2 separate regions of the Mus musculus genome follow, and region 2 is linked to region 1. Evidence: chromatin contacts called from public HiChIP or PLAC-seq data. All regions are on one chromosome and are shown on one strand. The core of a region is the stretch at or near the end of the contact, and the rest is flanking DNA. Distances in the headings are between cores, read along the strand shown.

What was found. HiChIP or PLAC-seq counts read pairs in DNA pulled down with a chosen protein or histone mark.
Region 2: an H3K27ac HiChIP or PLAC-seq map of oligodendrocyte precursor cells shows a contact between it and region 1, with 6 times the contacts expected there. The contact joins two enhancer-like sites. A contact is called at or near these places in 1 of 39 promoter capture datasets (liver), 1 of 484 Hi-C or Micro-C datasets (stem cell-derived motor neurons), 1 of 115 datasets of contacts at active chromatin or transcription factors (oligodendrocyte precursor cells) and 1 of 9 other capture datasets (embryonic stem cells).

The regions. Positions count from the first base shown.
Region 1 is chr12:53,862,987-53,866,399 of GRCm38.p6, reverse strand. The region is part of intron 5 of Npas3 (neuronal PAS domain protein 3); the gene reads right to left. Gm35614 (a long non-coding RNA gene) reads right to left here. Exons shown (of 2, transcript XR_381599.3): 2 at 1-3,413. Among named protein-coding and RNA genes, the nearest start is that of Gm35614, 33 kb to the right of the region's middle. Within about 2 kb of position 1,774, at least 18 of the 459 cell types and tissues checked have an H3K27ac peak or open chromatin away from gene starts, as enhancers often do. A contact at or near this core is called in oligodendrocyte precursor cells, where this site is marked.
Region 2 is chr12:54,032,545-54,035,957 of GRCm38.p6, reverse strand. The region is part of intron 7 of Npas3 (neuronal PAS domain protein 3); the gene reads right to left. Among named protein-coding and RNA genes, the nearest start is that of Gm35818, 110 kb to the left of the region's middle. Within about 2 kb of position 1,862, at least 36 of the 459 cell types and tissues checked have an H3K27ac peak or open chromatin away from gene starts, as enhancers often do. A contact at or near this core is called in oligodendrocyte precursor cells, where this site is marked.

The DNA of each region.
Region 1 (3,413 bases), core at 525-3,024:
TATGTAGGTAATGCAAGCAGAGGTCATCACAAGCTTTATCACATCTGACCTGCTGTGATACCTTAGGAAAACCGAGAACAAATTCCCTAGGTAGCACTGTAATGTCGGGGTATGTTAGATAATGCAGAATGCTTAGTGATTTGCTAAACGCTGTGAGAAATGAGGTTGAGGCAGAGGTTGTGAGACACAGAGGATGGTGAGGGTTTGGAAAAAGAGAATCTCTGTTTTATTCCGTCACTCGAATCACCCTTAAAAGATTATCATCATGCTCCTATCTAAAAAGGTCAGTTGGTGTTTAAGAGTTCCCAGTCTACCAGTTTGAAAAGACTTTCCACCTCATCTCTATGTAAATTCTGATTTGTGTTTCAGCAATTTGCTTTGCATCAAAATGCTTTGCCTATTTCTGTCGCTAGCATTTGCTCACCTAGTTTTCTCCACATGGATGCCCTTCTCCCAGCAGATCCATTTTACTCATTAGTCATAGTCTGGTCCACTCCCATTTTATATTCCCTGTTTAGCCACGTGTTCTTTCTTGCCTCTGTCCTACTGAGACACTGAGTCACCCAGCACTCCATCAGTGGAGACTATGTATCACCCCTTAAATGTTAATGTCTCTGCCTTATTTCTACAATTTAGGTTTAAGCTTTCCAATGATACAGAACACACATCTTAAATGCCTTTATACTCCTCTCTGCAGCTTTCAGGGTCTTTATAAATACTTAGTTGATGAGTGTGCCTATGTCAAGCTGGTTTTCCTTTGTGCTGGGGATGAAAGCGTGGTAGGGGGAGGGAGGCAGAGGGCAAGCTAGGAGTCAGTTAGGCTACCTATTCCAAGACTGCGCCACTCATCCCGTCCCACACGTAGAGAATATGAGGTGGACTCAGCACACATTTCTGATCTCTCAGAGGTCAGTCAGCAAGCTATAATTTCCCTCTCTTTGTGAAAACTGGTAAGACTTCTCTATTTCCCACACAGCAATACTGTGAAGATAAAAGGAGAGGCAGTGCCTGGGTAGCAGTGGTAGGGGCATTGGAGACTCTCAAGAGGCACGTGGGGGGCCTCTTCATGCACACACAAACTCTGAGTGTCAGGGCCAGCCACAGATTGTTCTTTTTCTGTGTGTGGATTCTCTCCCTCTGGGCAGCCACATCATTTCCAGGTTAAAGGGTATGCTATACACTCTCCCCGGGGAAGGAGCTATGCGGATAATGAGCTAAGACAGAGAGCTTTTACTGTGCTTAGGTAAACTGCAGTGACCCAAGGTTCAAGTTTTGGGGGACATATCTAATTAGATGTGGTAGGTGGAAAATTTCCTACATAAGGTTTCTACCGGTGTAATTAAGCCCTGAGAATCAAATCAGATTATGCTGGTAAGACACAGAGAGGCTTGGATCACACAGCCCAAATCGCCTCTCAGCAATTCTGCTTGGCCTTGACTCCTTTCAAGGTTGGTCTGTGGCAAATTGCCATACACGGATGTGGAGCTCTGACCACTTGCCAGAAGCTGGTGTGCTTCTCCAGCTCATCCCTGGGTAGCTGGGAAACAAACCTTTTCATTTTCTAATCAAACGGAGGGGATGGGCATTGGTGTAAATGTTTGTATGGAGCTCCTACCAGACCAGCCACCATGCTAAGAAACCAAGAAGAAAAGCAGAAGGCATTGTTTTAAAGTCATCTACACTGACAGAACAGGTAGCATGAGGGAGGGAGAAAGATGGCTTTGCAGTCCAGCACAGAGACGGGCACCTGGCAAGAGTCCATGAGTTCCCACAGGGGAGACACTCACTAGACTGCCATCCCTATGCTAAAGAAGCCATGACAGAGAACACAAGTCAGACTTGTGATACTGATGAATCCCTTCATTCTTAGGACATCCTAACAAAGATATCACTGTCACCAAAGTCTTTTGGATCATGTAGTCAGAGGCCAGGATGTTATGAATATTATGGCACCCCCAGGGCTAGCATAATGCATGGCCAGTGGCCAACAAATATATGCAGAATAAATATGAATGAATGGATACAGACAATGAGTGAATGCAAGAGACTCTTTGTGAGATTATCTTGAGTTGTATAGACTCAGAGAAGGTAGAGAGGCTTTTGACAGCAAAGGCTGGTAGCAGTGATCCCTCATGATCCCTCTGCTACCTTAAGCAGAAGGTGAGTTGGTGTGCAGTAGACGCTTTGCTCTGCAGGTCTGGTGTAGCTGGGATTCCAGGCTCAAAGTCTTCTCACAACCTCACTGTTTTATGACTACTGCCAAATAACTGGTCTTGGAATTTTAAGAGAAAAGTGACCCTCTTATACTTGTCATATTTCCTAAGTTTAGTCTCATATCCTTTGAGAACTCTACTGGCTGGTTTTGTGTGTCAACTTGACACAGGCTGGAGTTATCACAGAGAAAGGAGCCTCCCTTGAGGAAGTGCCTCCATGAGATCCAGCTGTAAGGCATTTTCTCAATTAGTGATCAAGGGTGGGAGGGCCTAGCCCATGGTGGGTGGTGCCATCTCTGGGCTGGTAGTCTTGGGTTCTATAAGAAAGCAAGTTGAGCAAGCCAGGGCAAGCAAGCCATAAGTACCATCCCTCCATGGCTTCTGCATCAGCTCCTGCTTCTTGACCTGCTTGAGTTCCAGTCCTGACTTCCTTTGGTGATGGACAGCAACGTGGAAGTGTAAGCTGAATAAACCCTTTCCTCTCCAACTTGCTTCTTTGTCATGGTGTTGTGTGCAGGAATAGAAACCCTGACTAAGACAATAATATTCTTTGAAGACAACTGGCGATCCTTCACCGCTATGCATTTCATTCACTTCGGTCATCAGAGATCAAGAACAAGTGGTTCCCACATCAAAAATCCAGTGTCACGAGTATCTCATATGGCAAGTAATACATGTATGCATCTAAATCCTGAATGCCACTCAAGACAAAACAGTGCAGGGCTCTCTGGGCAGGCCAAGGAATGGAGGCATTCTTTGTGACTAAGCGCCGCAGCTGGAAAAGCTTCCCCGTTGAAGGTTCTTTAAAACTTCTTTGGGTGATTTTTTTTTTTCTGCTTTAGACATAAGATTTATCTGTTTATTTTTATGTGTATGTACCTGCATGTGTTTATGTGCACCATGTGTGTTCAGGAACCCAAGGAAGTCAGAAGAGGGTGTTGGATTCTAGGGACTGGGGTCACAGATAGATGTAAGCTGCCATATGTGTGCATATGAGAATTGAACCTGGGTCCTCTGCAAGGACAGCCTGTGCTCCTAACTGCTGAGACACCTCTCTCAAAATTATTTAGAAATTTTTGTTCACTATTTTCTTACGAGCCTTTAAAATTTGTAAATTTTAAATATATATACATATAAATGTATATGTATACAATTCCAATGCTTGTTTCTGACACTGCTCTACAGCTCCATCGTTTCTTG
Region 2 (3,413 bases), core at 613-3,112, 170 kb before region 1:
GTCTTCCTTAAAGTCACAGGGTTATTGATACTGGGTACAGATTGTAGGGAGAGCTTCAGGTGGGCTCAATAGTAGTGGGGAAGAGAAGAAGAAGTCTGGGCACGAGGGCAGCGCTTTAAGAGAGATGAATGCTGACAGAAGTCAGTCTTGCCAAGGGGAAGGGCTATAACTATGTGGGGAGTGTTAGTTTTCTACATCCTTTCAGATTTGGATGGAGGTGAGTAAGGAGGAAGTTTGATGCCACAGGAGCGTACTGTATGATGCTTATCTGATTACTGTGAGCCACGGAAGGGAAGCAGGAAGCAGACACAGCTGGAACGCTGCTGCTATAAGGTATCTCAAGCTGTAGATAGCAGCACGAAGGGAAGGAAGAGGGAGTCTTTCAGTTCTCACCAGAGGTGCTCGGGTCCTGAAGGGTAACCCACTGGGACAGAGATGTGTGTGAGCATGGGCATCGGTACTCTTTCTCACAGATACCCAATGTGATTCAAAGGCCAGGTTGCAGAGGGAGAGCTCATAGAGTGAGCTCTTTAGAAACCATGAAGTAACTGATGGCGATAGCAGGGGTTTTGTTTAAACCAACCAGCCCAAACAGCTTCTGGAATGAGTGGTTCTTAAAATTGTATGTGCCACGAGAAAAGAAAGCTTGTAAGGAAGGCGGATTCCCAGGCCCCATCTCTACCACTTTAGATTCTTTGTCTCTCAGGAGGTCCGGGGCACTGGCTCTCCCTGCTGCTTGGTATGGCAGAGGTTGGCAGGCCTTACTGTCCACCCAGCTAAGGCTTCTCTCCACAGAGAGCTGGATGAGCCCATGGAGCCTAAAAAGGCCACCCAGGGGCACGCATAGCCTGACTTCCAAAAAAGAAAAGCATGTATTTACAATGAACTCTGTACTGAAAAATAGTCAGACCTAGTGCTTTTTGGTTCCCAGACAACGGAGGATTGGCACCTGATAGGCAGGAGGCCTGAGCTGGTGCAGGGGTGGGATGTGGGGTGGGGTGTGTGTGGGGGGGAGTGTGTGTGTGAGGGGGCTAGAGACAGGCTTCCGGTGCTTGCTTTTTTCTTTGTGAAAGGGTCTGCCTTCTCAGTGGCTATACCACAGTGGGCTGCTCTGTTGTGCTGGGAGCCTCCTGGGGGAGGCTGAGCTCTGCCAATCCCCTCCCCCTCCCCATCCTGCCGCTGGCTCAGCTCCTGATTAATTCAGGGGATCCTGGGAGGTTAACCCTTAATTTGATGGCTCCAGCGGGGGAGCTGAGAGATTGCTGGTAATTCATCACCCTTGTTTTATTTTTTTTTTAATAGAAATATTTTCTAAGGCAACAAGTAAAAATTCCCTTTTAAAATCCACATTTAATATACATTAGATAGAGCATCCTCTCCTTACATGACTGGGTCCTCCAAACATAAGTTACTCCTCATCTATCTCTTTTAACAAAGTTCAAATACATAACATGGAAAACAGAACTATAACTAGAGCCAAAGGTCTCAAAATGGGCCCAGATCCCATATCTGCCTCTTGTTCCCTCTGGAGAAAACAGCCTTTCTTCTACCAAAGATAAGATATATATATTTTTTATTGGGATAGTTTAACTAAGCTGCCAGATCTCCTTAACGAGATTATGTAAATGTATGCCAAGGATATAAACCACATTTTCTCTGAGAGTGGAACACTTCAAATATCATTTAATAAAACAGGACCATGGTAGAAACACCTCTATAAATTGTTATGTGGCAAAGTGAGAAGACGGAGCTGTACACATCTGATCAAATTTCACCTGATTCAGTTACTATATTAAAGTCTCCTAGAGAAGGACAGAGCACCATTGTGCTGTAGGAGAGGGCAAGTTTCGCATCCCCTGTCAGTTGGTGTGGAGGATGGGCATCACCCTTCCTGGCCCCCCAGAACCCCTGGTGGCTTAGCGCCACTGACAGGGCAGAGAGGCAGTTCTTCTCAATATAACAGGCTTCGATTGTATCTTCCAACCATGTTGGGAAACAAAGAAGATTTGGAACAAGTCTCATGCCAGGCAAGGGATGAAAACTGGCTTCCTATTTCCTCCTCCTGCTCTACTTCTCAGAGAGAGATGCTATGATATGTGATACACTGTCTTTGGAACCCATAGGCTCATAGCTTACTGGGAAAGATCTAATAAATTCTATGTTTGGCTAGAAACAAAGGCAAGGGTATGTTCCTGGCCCTCGATTAACTCCTTGCTACATTCGGCATACATTTCCTGAGTTCAACAACCAGTCATATTCTGCATCTCTTATTTTTGTCTCAAGTTTGCTAGCAGAATTTTATATTGATGTTCTAAACTATAACAAAGCCAATGAATGTTCAAAGCCAGCCGAGAGGTGCTCCCTGCATGAAGACAGCAGTCCCAGCCAAGAGGAAACATGAAGGTGGCCTCACAAAAGGGCACGTGTCCTGCCCCTCCTTCATCATACAGAACTATGGGATGATAACGCGTGTGTTTTGACCAGAAAGGAAAACGTTAAGAGATGATTTAGATACCGAGTGTCGCCAGCTCTTCTCTCCCTCAGTTATAGAAGTTAGAGAATTAAAAAGAGTTAGCCACATGGACTTGACAGCCAAGCTGACCATCAGTGGAGGGCAGTCTCCTCAGGAGGAGGAGTTTTTAAATTTTCCTCTTAAAGGAAAAACATAAGTAATAATGTTTATGCTTGATAGTTAAAGTTGTTTAAAGCAAACAGGTAGGTCAGTTTTAAACTCCAGTATTCCACGAATTTAGATATAACACTCCTTAATGATCAAACCCAGTAATTACTTGCCCAGTGCTTTCCCTACCAATTCAGGATGAAATGTCAGAGGACATTTTCCTCTATTCTTTTCCTAAATATATACGTGTGTGTGTGTGTACATGTACACACATGTCTGTCAGCCTCTCTGTCTGTGTACATATATAAACGAATTGATCAAACTTAGGACTTTAACTTTCCAAAGACCCATGCACTGACATGGGTCATTATCCATTCAGCAGATGCAATTCCAACAGTCTCGGGCCTTCTGTGTGAGCCGCCAGCTCATTTGCTGCGTTTGGTTTATTCAGCCATGATTAGAGATAGTCATTTACAGTCACACATTTGGAAACTCCTTAACCAGCTTCTAGCAGTTTCTTTTCCGAAGCTGTTTAAATAGATGAGGGTGGAGTGTCAGCAGCGACAGCACTTTCCCCCGTCTTGCTGATTTCCGTTGCTATTTCTATGTCTTTATCAGGATTTCCATTTTATAGCAAGGCTTAAAACAAGGCTTGGGGCACAGAGATGCACAGCCCAGAGCTGAAAGGAGACATCGTTTTTGGGAAAGATCGATTCTAAAAATTAAAATCGAAACCACACTCTATAACAACAACAACAACAAAGTCCCATCTCCTTTTTTATTTTCAGGAATA